Linked DNA regions of Capra hircus: region 1 is linked to region 2. The links are chromatin contacts, called in public Hi-C maps. All regions are on one chromosome and are shown on one strand. Each heading gives the region's core, a stretch centred on a gene start, on an enhancer-like site or on the middle of the called end of the contact. The rest is flanking DNA. Distances are from core to core; before and after follow the strand shown.

Region 1 (6,629 bases), core at 3,229-5,728, 37 kb before region 2:
ACTGGGATTTAGCTGCTGCATTTTGCCTTTCTTAAATAATTATATTTTGGAATGTAATCCCTGTTCTGTCTTCATTGACAGGATTTGCTTGTGTTGTGAAACAATAACACAAGAGCTTCCAGTGCCTGGGCTGTGCCTAGGCAGTGCTGTTTCTTCTACATCCCCTGCCTTCTTTATCCCAAATCCCACTCAGCATATCTTCAGAACTAGGTTATGAAACCAACTTTGGAATGGTCCTAGCCAGCTAGTGAACTATTAGCTCCGTGGTTGGTTCCCTTTCTAGTAACTCTGGTAATAAACAGATTGAAAAGGGTGGGAAAGTTTCCTCTGCGAATTGCACCGGGAACACATTCTTTGTTGGTTTTTTTTTTTATGCTACTTGCCTTTCTTGACCTCCTCATCAGCCTCCAGCCTTTCCACCTCTAAAGGTTACTGAAGGAGCTTGAAGTAGGTGATGAGTGCCCCTCAGCTTCTCATTATCCCTCCCACTTCTCTTTACCCAGGAGATTTCATTCAATGCCTTAGCCAAGGAATCTAGCACCTGTCTTCCCTGCTAATAACTGTCCTTGGAGATGCTAGTAGTTTAATCCAGGTATAGCAGTTTCCCATTATTTCTTTGCTTGTCTTGTCCTCGTGTTCCCTCCTGACTTTCCAAGGCTCTTAAAGCTTTTGAGGGTCAGCCAAGGAGCAGGCAAGTGAGCGAGTAATCCTCAGGAAAAGAAGGACCATTCTGCTTCTGAACACTGTTCCCTTTTTTAGAAGAAAATAGACAAATAGGTAGTATTCATTTCTTGATGGGAAGATATTTGACTGTTTATGGAAGATGTCCAGAGATAGAAATGAGAGATGATCCAGTGTGTTCAAGGAAGGCTGCAGATGTCATTATTAACCGCCCGCGCCCCCCCCCCCCCCCAATAATGGTGTTTGCAAGACCTCTTAGAACTAGGGAGTTGTTAGGGCTAATTTGAGGAGGGCTCAGTCTTAAGAACAATCCTACAGTCTTGAAAGAAATCTAAAGATCTCCAAAAACTCCAACCCTTTAAACCTTACCCCAGGAGAAACTGATCTATGAAAATTCATGTGTGACTATGAAAGATGTAGTTGAGTGAAGAGTTGAGGAATTGGGAAGATAGTGAGCTCTCACCCTAACTATAAGAAGCATGATCTCAGTAGACCAATAATTCGCCTTTTTATACATCTGTAAATAAATGGAATGTTTTTAAGAATATAATTATGTCAGATTTAGCTTTTTCTTTTATATATTAAATATATATCTTTCTTTCTCTGCTTTTGAAAAATGACTATTTTTTTAGAAACCTAAGAACAGAAGAAGTTTGGTCAGTGGGAGAATGTATAAACTTGAAATAAATCAGTTACAATAATTAAAGCAGGACTTGGTGTTGCTAGGTTTGTGCTGAGTTGTAATAGAGAATTCTGATGCTCTGGGACATCTGGGAGGGGTTCCACTGAAGGAGTTTAATCATAGGAATTCTTACTGTTTTCAAAGTTTCTGACATGCCATTTGGGGGAGGTTTTTGGTATTCTAATCTTTGCAGCATGTTTTACATGGAGAATTTGAAAATTCATACAACTTGATGGCAAGTATTTGTCTCAAGTCATTTTACAGTGAAGAATGGCTAGCCTCCTAGTACCAGTGTGAGCAGGGTATAACATACCTGTTACCCATAGTCTTAGTGGCTAAGGACAATAGATGTTGTTAAAGCAAGCTATAGGTTAACTAGTGTCACAGTTTACAAAAATTTTTATTAAAGGAGTCCTTTAGACACTAAACTAAGGTCATTAACAGATCAAGTCCAGTTATATAAACTTCATACATATCACTGTGTGTAATGTTTTTTCCCCAGAATTATGAGATACTAAACAACAGGCCTTTCTATAACAAGTTTGAAACCATTTTGAACACAGAAGAAAGGCAGACAATCCATATATTATTTGGAGCGGCGTTTAGTAGTATAGATAGTTTTTTCCCTCTGATTATACTAGTTGAGATATTGGAATGATATCAGGTGAATTGAGAGGTAAATGCACTTTGAAGATAGTCTGAAAAATGATGACCCTTATTCCTCACTCTCAGATTAAAACAAAAAACAATGCACAGAGGCACAAAGTAGGCACATTTTCAGATACTTTTATAGAGTGATTGATAACCAAGAATCAGAATAGATTTATTGCACAGAATTGTTGATTTTTAAGAAAATATAAGGGCATCAGTATTTCATGTTGTGTTATCTCTAATGAATTTTTCCATGAACATGAATTGCTGGGTGCAGAGAAAATTAAAGCTGAGGTATATATAGACTTACTGCCATTTGGAGAAAAAGTAAAATGCTTTTTTGAAATTAAGTTAGAGGGAAATAATTTGATACATACAACTTTTGAACTGAGGCATAATTGTAGCATATTGTAGCATATGACTGAACTGCTCTACAAAGATATGCTAAGTGCTGATTAATAGGGATGGAAGTGTGTGGAGGGTGAGAAGGCTAAACCATGGGATGAGTTGAAATTTTGAGACAAACCTAAACTGCTAAATTCTGTCATTGTAAACTGTGCTGTTAGATTTTGTTAAATAAGAAAGCAGTCTTGGAAGCACTGTTTTCAGATCCTTCCTGTTTCCAACTGCAAACATTGGTCTCAGCTGTCCCACAGTGCCTTGCATGTAAAGGTGCTCAATAAGTATTTGAATTGATGAGCAACTGTTTAGCCTGTTAGTTTTCCAGGATGTTATTAACTGCACCTATTTGTATATTAAGCCTAGGGTAAATTTAAAAATTTGATCTAATTATGATCGTGAAAACAGACAATTGTATACACCTTTCCTAGATGTGGAATTTTAGAATCTGACAACCATGTATACATATTGAGGACATAGACAAGTGAATAAAATGTGAAATAGCATATGAACAATGAAATATATGTTTAAGGGTCAGCTGCATTTTGGAGGGTGGGATAGCAATTATTTGAAGAAAAGTCTATTCACATTGGACCTGGGGTGATTATTTTCTGAGCCTACAAGCCTATTTCCGACATTGGTACTTAAAAGTCTACATGGTACATATCCTAGACAGTAAGGTAGGACTCAATTGTGAAGAATTAAAAATATGTGATGTTGATCCTAGGCTGGAAGTATCCAGATTCTAGACTTCAGTCTCTTCATTACACTGTTCTCAGTTGGTTTTTGCTAGATCATCTTAGACAATGAAAGCAGGAGCTTGTATTGTTTCTGTAACTTCAGCTTCAGATGGGAGTAATTTGGGGAACATTTTTCTGAAGAGGATAAACCAAGTAGCTTTGGATAGGAAATGACCAGTGACTTTGCTGGCCATGAGTGGCTAGGTGAGTGAGAAATGATCCAGATAGAATTAAGGACAGCTCTAATGGGTGGAGGTGAGATTTACTAGGGAATGCAGCATACAAGTAAGGACACCAGGTGGCACCCTTTATCAGCAGTACTACATTGATTCCTGCCGCCATGGAGGCAAAATCAGACTAGCAAGGAGTAAAAGGAACCAGCCCCCTATTCATACAGTTATGGGTAATGACCCTGACCACCTCCTCCAGATTTGAAAATACCATTTTATATTTCACTACCTCTGCAATGCATGGTTGAAAGGAAGGAAAGGTCATTCCTCTGGTAGCTATTGCCAGTTGGTTTTCCAAGAAGTGACGTTTATGTCAACTTGTTAGCTTTACAGTTCTCACACATGTATATACCTGTTCTGCCACTTGGCAGTGCAAGAGCCACTCACAGCAGTAGGTTTAAGAGTTTTTCCCTCTTGCTAACATGTCATCTCCCCCAGGGTTCCCCTAAGGGTCTGGATCAGATAGGAGACATACCAGTGTACTTTCTCTGGAGCCCAACTGTTGGAATAGGTTAACCTTTTTGTAAGGTAATTTCTCTAGCAACTAGGCAGAAAGGCACCTAGAAAACAAACAGGTTGAAACACGTATTAAGTAATAGGCAACGGTGTTTCTGTGCACACTCTGCCATCCCCCCAACTTCTCTCCCCCACCCGTGAGCTAGAAAAACTTTTACTATTGAATCTGGTGCCAACAAGCTTGGCAGTGATCTCGCCAAAGTAACAGTATCAAGGAAGAGGGTTCGTGAGTGAGTTTTGACAGGAACATGGAAAATGGCTGGAGCAACTGGTTAACTGGATGAGAATGAGATGGAACATTGGAGGCTAAAGAAAATATGAAACCAATACGTCTCATCGGCACACTGACCCGACCGCCCCCTTCCCGCCTAAAGCTCTATCCTAGGCTATCAGCTCCTTCCTCTTTCTTCCACCGCGGCCAATCAGGTTGCCTCGTTCAATACACTTCGTAGGGATCGACCTACTCATGAAGAATCATTTCCATGTAGGTCAACGCGCCCGGCAAGCGGCGAGCAGAATTTATTCTAGCCACTTTAAATCCCAGCGCTTAGGAGCAGACTTTATGGCTGTACCCAGTCCTGTAATTCTGAGCTAGGAGTTAGTTTCAGCTCGGTCCCCCGGGCCTATTAAAAGCCAACCATAGTGCCGCTGGGGGCGTGGTTACCGTCCTGTTAGGGTTCTGGGAAGTGCGCTTCTCTGGGGGAACCAGGCCTGATAATACCATAAAAGGCTTGGTTTTCTCAGTTCTGAAGCCGTGTTCTGACGACCTCCCTCTAGGATCTGTAGTCGCGACTGCATTGTGCGGAATCCGTGGTTCCTGAATGCCCAGTCCTCGGCTTCCTATGCCCTTTTCTGGGCCCCACCCCCGTAAGCCGTACTCTTCCACTCTGGGAACGCCCCCGTGCGTAAAGGCCACGCCCCCTCGCCTCCGCTCCTCCTACCCAGCTGGTGGCTGAGCCCAGACGGTAGTTCGCGTTTTGAGCCGCTCGTGCCACCATAGCTGCTTCTGCCGCTGCCGCAGCGGAGCTGAAATCGCTGAGCGCGATGCCTGAGGGCGCTGCGAGCCGGGCGGCCCTCGCGCCTGGGGGCTGGTGAGGCTGGGCCCGAGCGGGGGCGCTGGCGAGTAGCAGGGGCTTCTGAGGGAGCGAAAAGTGAAAGATCTAGGGCTCCCGTGGCGGCCTGAGAGCGAGCTCGGGAGGGTCGTGGGTGGGGGAGGGAGGCCCCCGTGGCAGAACGAGTTGCAGGGCCAAGACGAGCCCCGCCGGGCTGAGTGTCCCTGCGGCCGCCGGCGCAGGTGCTCACGACCGCTGCGGGACTCCTTGGTAGCCTCGGGGTCCTCCTCCTCTAGACGCTGCTGTTGCCGTGAAAACAGTTGGGAGTTAACGGGAATCGGATCAGTCACTAGCCCTTCTAGGGCCCATCTTATCCTTTTAGTTGAACGCCTCTGGCAGGTGTGGGCCTGGCATTTCTTCGCAGCTCAGGCTTTTTAACGCCCCCTTTCCCTGAGTCTGTCCTTAAGGCGTTTTAAGAAACCGCGCAGGGCTTGAAGGTGGGAATGAGGCTAAGGGAGAGAGCAGTTACCTAGAGATACGAGCTGCAGGCACGGCTTAGGCAGAAGGTAAGGTGGCCTCTACCATCTCAGGTCAGTAAGAGGGCATACCGGCAGGGCCTGTGGAGTGGGAAAGCATTGCCGCTGTTGAGGCAAGTCTCAGGATTGGGCCAGGAGCTGTCCCGGGGGCTCCTCATCATGATGGCTGTGGAGGGGTCAACCATTACCAGCCGGATCAAGAACCTTCTGCGATCCCCGTCCATCAAATTACGCAGGAGTAAGGCAGGAAACCGGCGAGAAGACCTCAGCTCCAAGGTGAGTCCTGGTATTGGAAGCCAACCCTTCCCGTCCCTCCTCTCCCTTCCCCTTCTCTGCTCCACGTACATCTTTTACTTTACTCTTTCTGGGGAAAGAGGAGAACTAGAAGCTCATGGTGGCTCTACAGGACCATCTCTGCGCTCAAGAAAGTAATGATTTGGTTACAAGGTAAAGGGAAAAGAGCCGCATGGGTGAGCATGCTGAGATTCATCAGCGAAGAGCATGAGGAAGGCAACAAGAGGGTTCAGTTGTGGCCTCACTACAAACTAAGTCTGTGCTTGGGGAAGCCAGTTGATATGCTGACTCGGTTTTCCTTCTTGGAAGAAGGTAGTCAGACCACGTATCCTGTGAAGGGCTGAGCTACCACAAGTGTTAAGTGTCACAGCTGGGTTTCCGTAAGACAGTGGTACCAGAAATACGCTAAAACACCTAGTCAGAGGAATTGGCTTGGTAAATGCTCTTCCCTGGGGTCAAAACAAATTTACTTGTCTATTCAAGAGACCTGAATTAATTTAACTTGAGTTTCTTGGCTTTTTGGAAAAGGTAACATACAAAGGGCCAAGTATTTGCCAGCCAAGCAAATTCTGGTTTGCCCCTGAACACTGCTCATCTCATTCACTATATCCCACCCTACTGCAGAAGTTCTCCAGAAACCAAGTCCCCTTCCATCCCCTCACTTGTTTGAGTGGTGGTGTTTATGCTTTCTTCAACTTCATAGAGCCCCACAAGTTTGGGAGTATACAAAAGCTGACTAAATTTATTTAATCCCTGAGGGAACATGGGGCCTTGTTCCCACAGGATCAGATTAGACTTTTGTGTCATATTAGCAGCCTGTAAACACAGTGGCCTTGTGTGGTGCAGGG
Region 2 (6,191 bases), core at 1,423-3,922:
GCAGGAAGAACAAGTTTCCAGGAGAAAGCAGTCAGTTGCCCTCTGTGGCTAGTGATGCCCCTCTGAGCCAGTCGCCCCAGCTCCCTGGCCTGGGGGACTGGAGCTCCTGGGGGCGCCGTGGTTTGGTGCTGAAGTTGGGTTGCCTTCCTCATCTTCCCAGGTGTGTGGTCGTGCTGTTCAATCCCCGGAAACACAAACAGCACCACATCCTCAACAGCTCCAGGTAAATGGGTCTGGGCCCTCGGGGAGCATCTCCTGGGAGCTGTGAGAAGGCGCAGTCTGGGGTCTCTGTGGCGCTGGGGATGCCCAGCCAGGGAAGTGCCACCTGTACCGCTGGTCGTCTGCTGGTCTTGGCTCTCGAGGGGACTGTGCAGGAGCCAGGCTTAGACCGGGCTGCCAGTGCTCCTTTGAGCCCACCTCATTTCTTGCAGGAAAACCATCACTGCCCTTGCCTTCTCTCCTGATGGCAAGTACTTGGTCACTGGAGAGGTGAGTGAGGAAGGGGGCTGCAGAGCTCTGAAGAGGGCAGGTGGCCTGGCCGCAGCAGAGAACTTCAGTCCTGGGCATGGTTAGGGCTGCTGCCACTCTGGCTTCCTGAACCGGTGTCAAATCCCAGTTTTGGTTGTACCTTAAAACAGTGGTTTTTGAAGCCTTAGTGGGCATCACAGTCAACTGAGTGCTTGTTAAAGCGCACATTGCTGGATCTGCTCCTGGAGTTTCTGGTTCTGTGGGCCTGGGAAGGGACCCCAGATTTTGCATTTCTAACAAGTTCTCAGATCTCACTGATTCTGCTGGGTTAGGAAGCACACTGTGAAAACCTCTGCCTTAAGATATTCCTTATGCCACGGGGCCCCCTGCTGGGCACATGCGGGACACCTGTCCCTCTCAGTCTCTTACAGGGAGGCAGTAGGGGCAGAAATAGGCGTGGGTGGTAGTGGTCCTCAACCCTGACTGCCTATCAGAATCACTCTAGGAACTTTGAACAAATACAGAGGTGCAGACCCTTACCCGGAGATACTGAACTGAGTCTGGGAGCATTTTCTGATAATGGTTGTAATCCTGAGATATTTATCATGTTTCCTCTATACCTTCGCCTGTGTAGCACTCTGCCCTTGGCCAGGGGATCCTTAGAGAGACTGTGCCCAGTCACTGGAGAGGTAGGGCCCCAACCCTGAAAGGCTAGGGAGGCTGTGCCTCTGGCCCTCACTGCCTGTTCCTGCCTCCCTGCAGAGTGGGCACATGCCTGCCGTGCGCGTTTGGGATGTGGCAGAGCACAGCCAGGTGGCTGAGCTGCAGGAGCACAAGTATGGTGTGGCTTGTGTGGCCTTCTCCCCGAGCGCCAAGTACATCGTCTCTGTGGGCTACCAGCATGACATGATCGTCAATGTCTGGGCTTGGAAGGTGAGTGGCCCCGGCTGGGCTGGCCTGGCACCCTCAGGGGGGTCCAAGGGCCAGTTGAGGAGTCAGGAAGCTATTGACCTGAGTCCCTTCATTCCACTCTGCTGCTCAGTTACATTCTAGAAAATGACCTGAAGCAGAAAAGAGGAACTGTATAGCCAAGTGTGTTGGTAGAAAGAGGCTAGCTTTGTGCCTCCGAGGACCTCCGGAGGAAATGAATGTCTTCAGCTCCTCTGGAAAAGGATTCTCCTTCCTCCCCTCTTTTTCTGACCAGTAAATCCTGGAAAGTGAAAGAAAGTGTTAGTTGCTCAGTCGTGTCCGACTTTTTGCGACCCTATGGACTGTAGCCTGCCAGGCTCCTCTGTCCATGGAATTCTCCAGGCAAGAATGCTGGAGTGGGTTGCCATTCCATTCTCCAGGGAAACTTCCTGACTCAGGGATTGAATCTGGGTCTTCTGCATGGCAGGCAGATTCTTAACCACGTGAGCCACCAAGGAAGTCCAAATCCTGGAGAGAAACATTTTAAAGTGCAAATCCTATCTTATCCTCCTCCATCTTCTGAGCCTCTTTATTCTTCACTCCAAGAGGCAGAACTTTGATTCTTCCATTGACTTTCTCTCCAGAAAAACATCGTGGTGGCCTCTAATAAGGTGTCCAGTCGGGTCACCGCGGTGTCCTTCTCTGAAGATTGCAGCTACTTTGTCACTGCCGGTAACCGGCATATCAAATTCTGGTACCTTGATGACAGCAAGACCTCAAAGGTGAGGTGCTGAGGCTGGAAATAGCCTCCAGGGCCAGGGTCTGCTCACCCACCCCAGGAGACACTGCTCCCTTGGGCCCCCTCTCTGCTCGCTCACCAGCCACCCAGAAGTTCTGGATGAATCAGGTGCTGCCTGCGCCTAGGGATAGTCTCAAAGGGCAGGGGTGGGGGGGCTTGCTGTGTCTCTTGGCTCCCTCTCCCCAGGCCGAGTCTCTGGGGCGGCTGAAGGGCGGATGGGTGGGCAGCAGCAGTGTGTCTCCACAGGTTAATGCCACTGTGCCCCTGCTGGGCCGCTCGGGGCTGCTTGGCGAGTTGCGGAACAACCTGTTCACTGACGTGGCCTGTGGCAGAGGGAAGAAGGCAGACAGCACCTTCTGCATCACGTCCTCAGGGCTGCTGTGCGAGTTCAGTGACCGGAGGCTTCTGGACAAGTGGGTGGAGCTGAGAGTAAGTACCTTATCCAGCTGGCTGGGGGCTGCCCGGTCTCCGCCCAGGGCAGAGCTGGTGCCCATGGCTCCGCCCCAGGGGCGGGGTCTGCAGGCGGGAGGGTCCCCCAGGAGGAGGAAGCTTGAAGCCCGTGCTTGGCCGGGTTCTAGCCCACGCAGATGAGTGTAACTGCCTCCTCTCTGCTCTCTCTTCCTGTCTTTCTTTCCCCTGCTTTCCTCTTCTCAGAACACAGACAGCTTCACAGTAAGTGGTGCTAGACTCTTCCCCTCTTTCTCATGCTGTTCCTTTCTCTTTGCTGGGCTTTTCCTGTTTTGTCCTCTTGGCCAAAACCTCTGGTGCCTTCCAAGGCTCCTGGGCTCCCATCCCTGGTCGGCACATGGCTGTGGGCCCTCTGGCCACCTGCTGCTGGAGGGTGGGTGTCTCTAGGTAACAGCTGAGGGGCTCAGGCCTGTGCAGCTGGGCTGCTTTCCCCTCGCTCCTGCCTTGGTGGGTGTCTCCTCTAGGCAGGTGACTGTTGAGGAGGGGTTGAGGGGGTGGCCCATGCTGAGCCAAGCCCCTCTGCCTGCAGACCACCGTGGCCCACTGCATCTCCGTGAGCCAGGACTACATCTTCTGTGGCTGCGCTGATGGCACCGTGCGCCTCTTCAACCCCTCCAACCTGCACTTCCTCAGCACCCTTCCCCGGCCCCACGCCCTGGGGACAGACATCGCCAGTGTCACGGAGGCCAGGTGAGCTGTGCGGGACCCCTGCCTCCATTTCAGAGCTTGACTCCGCACCCAGCCTTCCTTGCCTCTGCTTCAAGGTGAAGGTATCAGCACCCCAAAGATTACATGAACGTCTCTGCAGAAACACAGATTTGGCTTTAAGGGTACATGGAACACTGTGGGGGACCATGGAGTATCTCTGTGTGCAGGCGTTAGGGGTCGCTTAGTGTCAGATTCGGAGAAGGCAATGGCGACCCACTCCAGTACTCTTGCCTGGAAAATCCCAGGGATGGGGGAGCCTGGCAGGCTGCAGTCCATGGGGTTGCTAAGAGTCGGACACAACTGAGCGACTTCACTTTCACTTTTCACTTTCATGCATTGGAGAAGGAAATGGCAACCCACTCCAGTGTTCTTGCCTGGAGAATCCCAGGGACAGGGGAGCCTGGTGGGCTGCCGTCTCTGGGGTTGCACAGAGTCGGACAGGACTGAGCGACTTAGCAGCAGCAGCAGCAGTGTCAGATTTGGGTTTGCATTCAGTGATTTTAGGACTGGTTCCAGGGACTGAAGTTTTGCTTTGGTTGGATGCTGTGAGGAAGTGGGGGGCAATTCCACTATTGGACATTTAATAACTTTTATCTGAAAGGTAGTAGGAAAGGTGTGGAGCTAAAGCTGTAATTGATAGGTAAAGGAATAGCAGTCAGTCCTGAAAGATGGGAAAGGGTGATGATCGGTCTTCTCTGTGGCTGGGACAGTGATCTTGTTTTTATCTGTCTCGGAACCACTGCAGAGGGGCTTGTTTTTGTTTCACTCCATCGTGGCCACAGTCACCTCGTCTGCCGTTGGTGTTCTGAGCCCTGGTCCGTGCTTGTCAGGAGAGCACACTGGTCCGGCGGCTGGGGCGGCTCCCAGCTGAGAGCCGTCAGAGCAGCGCTTTCCTCTCAAGCAGCTGCTTCCAAACCTGTGGGTCTGAAGAGGGCTCCCGTGCTCTGCTCCTTCCTCTGTGGCTTGGCTTCTGTTTTCATTCCCTCATTTCCATAGCTCCTCACTCACCGCTTTGCACTGTCTTCTTCCCCACAGTCGCCTCTTCTCTGGAGCGGCCAATGCCAGATATCCAGACACCATCGCCTTGACCTTCGATCCTACTAATCAGTGGCTGTCTTGTGTGTACAACGACCACAGCATTTATGTTTGGGATGTGAGGGACCCCAAGAAAGTGGGCAAGGTGTATTCGGCTCTGTATCATTCCTCCTGCGTCTGGAGTGTGGAGGTAGGTGGCCTGGCTCGGACACATTGTGGGGATGGAGAGTGAGGATCCCCAAATAGAACACTGTGTTCCTGCTCCCTCCTCCTTTCTTCAGCAGCAGCCCTGTGTATCCACGTACCCCCAGATGGGTCCTGGGGACCGATCCTGAATTTTAGTACTTAAACGTCTCAGGCTTCTTCCAATGGGCCCCTGTCCATCCTTAGCTCTGCCTTGTCCTGGGCTGGATGATCTTGAACAAGTTACTGAGTTTTGTTTTCTCAGTGGTAAAATGATGTACCTAATTCATCTAATTGTTTTAAGAATTAAGTGAAAAACTGTGAGTGGAGTATTTCATAGTAAGCATAGCAGAGTACCTTGTCTTTGGTGAATGTGCTTTCCCTCAGCGATCTGAAGAATATCTAATAGTTGCAGTTTGCTTACCACGTGACAGACTCTGGGCTAAGCCTTGGCCAACAACAGCTCCTTAGTCTCGTTCCCTTCTGTCTCCGTGGGCTGGCAGGCAACTGCTGCCTACCTGGAGCTCCGACTTTGTACCCTCTGCCCCTTCAGGTCTACCCCGAAGTGAAGGACAGTAACCAGGCCTGCCTACCCCCCAGTTCCTTTATCACCTGTTCCTCCGACAACACTATCCGCCTGTGGAACACAGAGAGCTCCGGGGTGCATGGCTCCACGCTGCACCGGAACATCCTCAGCAATGTGAGCGCCTGTGTTCCCTTGCCTTCTCAGGAACTGGGTCCCCAGACTTGATCTCCGAGTTCTTATGTGGCCTTCCCCTGCAAGTCAGGGCTTTGTCTTGTCCAGCATTCCTCTCCTCTCCCCTGTACTGATTAGACCTGTCTTACCCACTTCTCCTGACCTGCTCCTCCAGGACCTCATTAAGATCATCTATGTGGATGGGAACACTCAGGCCCTGCTGGACACTGAGCTGCCCGGGGGAGACAAAGCTGATGGGTCCCTGATGGATCCCCGCGTGGGCATTCGTTCTGTGTGTATCAGCCCCAATGGACAGCATCTCGCTTCAGGGGACCGTGTGGGCACACTCAGGTAAAGCCAGCTCTGGCATGGGTACCACCTGCCTCTGGTGGTGTGGGTTGGGGGGAGTTAGGTCCCCAAGGACAGAGCTTTTGAAAATCTTGGCTCAAAAAGTTTGGGAAAAAGATATTCATATACAAGGGAAAGATAATTATAGTCAAGAAACCCAGCAGAAACCGTTCTAATCAAGTAATCAGGCTTACATTCTCATATCAACATCATAAACCCCATAATACAATGCTCTGCAGAAGGACATAGCAGTTTTTCTGTGGTATTCTTGCCAAAATTGCAGAAACTCAGTCCCATCATGAGAAAACATCAGACTAACTCAAATTGAGGTACATGTGACCGAGCACCTGCACTAATCAGTACTCTTCCCAAGTGTCAGGATTACGAAAGGGAAGCAAAGACTGAAGAACTGTTACAGACAGGACACGCAGGAGAAATAACTCAGTACAGTTGGACTCTGGATAGGATCCTAGATCCAGAAAGAGGACATTGTCGGAAAACTGGTGGAATTCAAGTAGAGCCTTTAGGTCCTGGTATTGTACTGATGTAAGCTTCCTTGTTCTGGTAAGTGGACTG

What was found. Hi-C and Micro-C count contacts between places; a contact is called where the count stands out from the background.
Region 1: a contact with region 2 is called in a Hi-C map of blood, with 7 times the contacts expected there. The contact joins the promoter of MAPKBP1 here to the enhancer-like site in region 2. A contact is called at or near these places in 2 of 5 Hi-C or Micro-C datasets (both in blood).

The regions. Positions count from the first base shown.
Region 1 is chr10:65,889,953-65,896,581 of ARS1.2, reverse strand. It overlaps MAPKBP1 (mitogen-activated protein kinase-binding protein 1), which reads left to right and starts at 4,478. Exons shown (of 30, transcript XM_018054418.1): 1 at 4,478-5,763. The coding sequence starts at 5,647. It overlaps MGA (MAX gene-associated protein), which reads left to right. Exons shown (of 24, transcript XM_013966997.2): 24 at 1-3,147.
Region 2 is chr10:65,851,797-65,857,987 of ARS1.2, reverse strand. It overlaps MAPKBP1 (mitogen-activated protein kinase-binding protein 1), which reads left to right. Exons shown (of 30, transcript XM_018054418.1): 3 at 161-223; 4 at 432-489; 5 at 1,231-1,401; 6 at 2,022-2,159; 7 at 2,423-2,605; 8 at 3,174-3,334; 9 at 4,388-4,577; 10 at 5,124-5,270; 11 at 5,443-5,618. Among named protein-coding and RNA genes, the nearest start is that of MAPKBP1, 37 kb to the left of the region's middle. Within about 2 kb of position 2,672, at least 1 of the 5 cell types and tissues checked has an H3K27ac peak or open chromatin away from gene starts, as enhancers often do.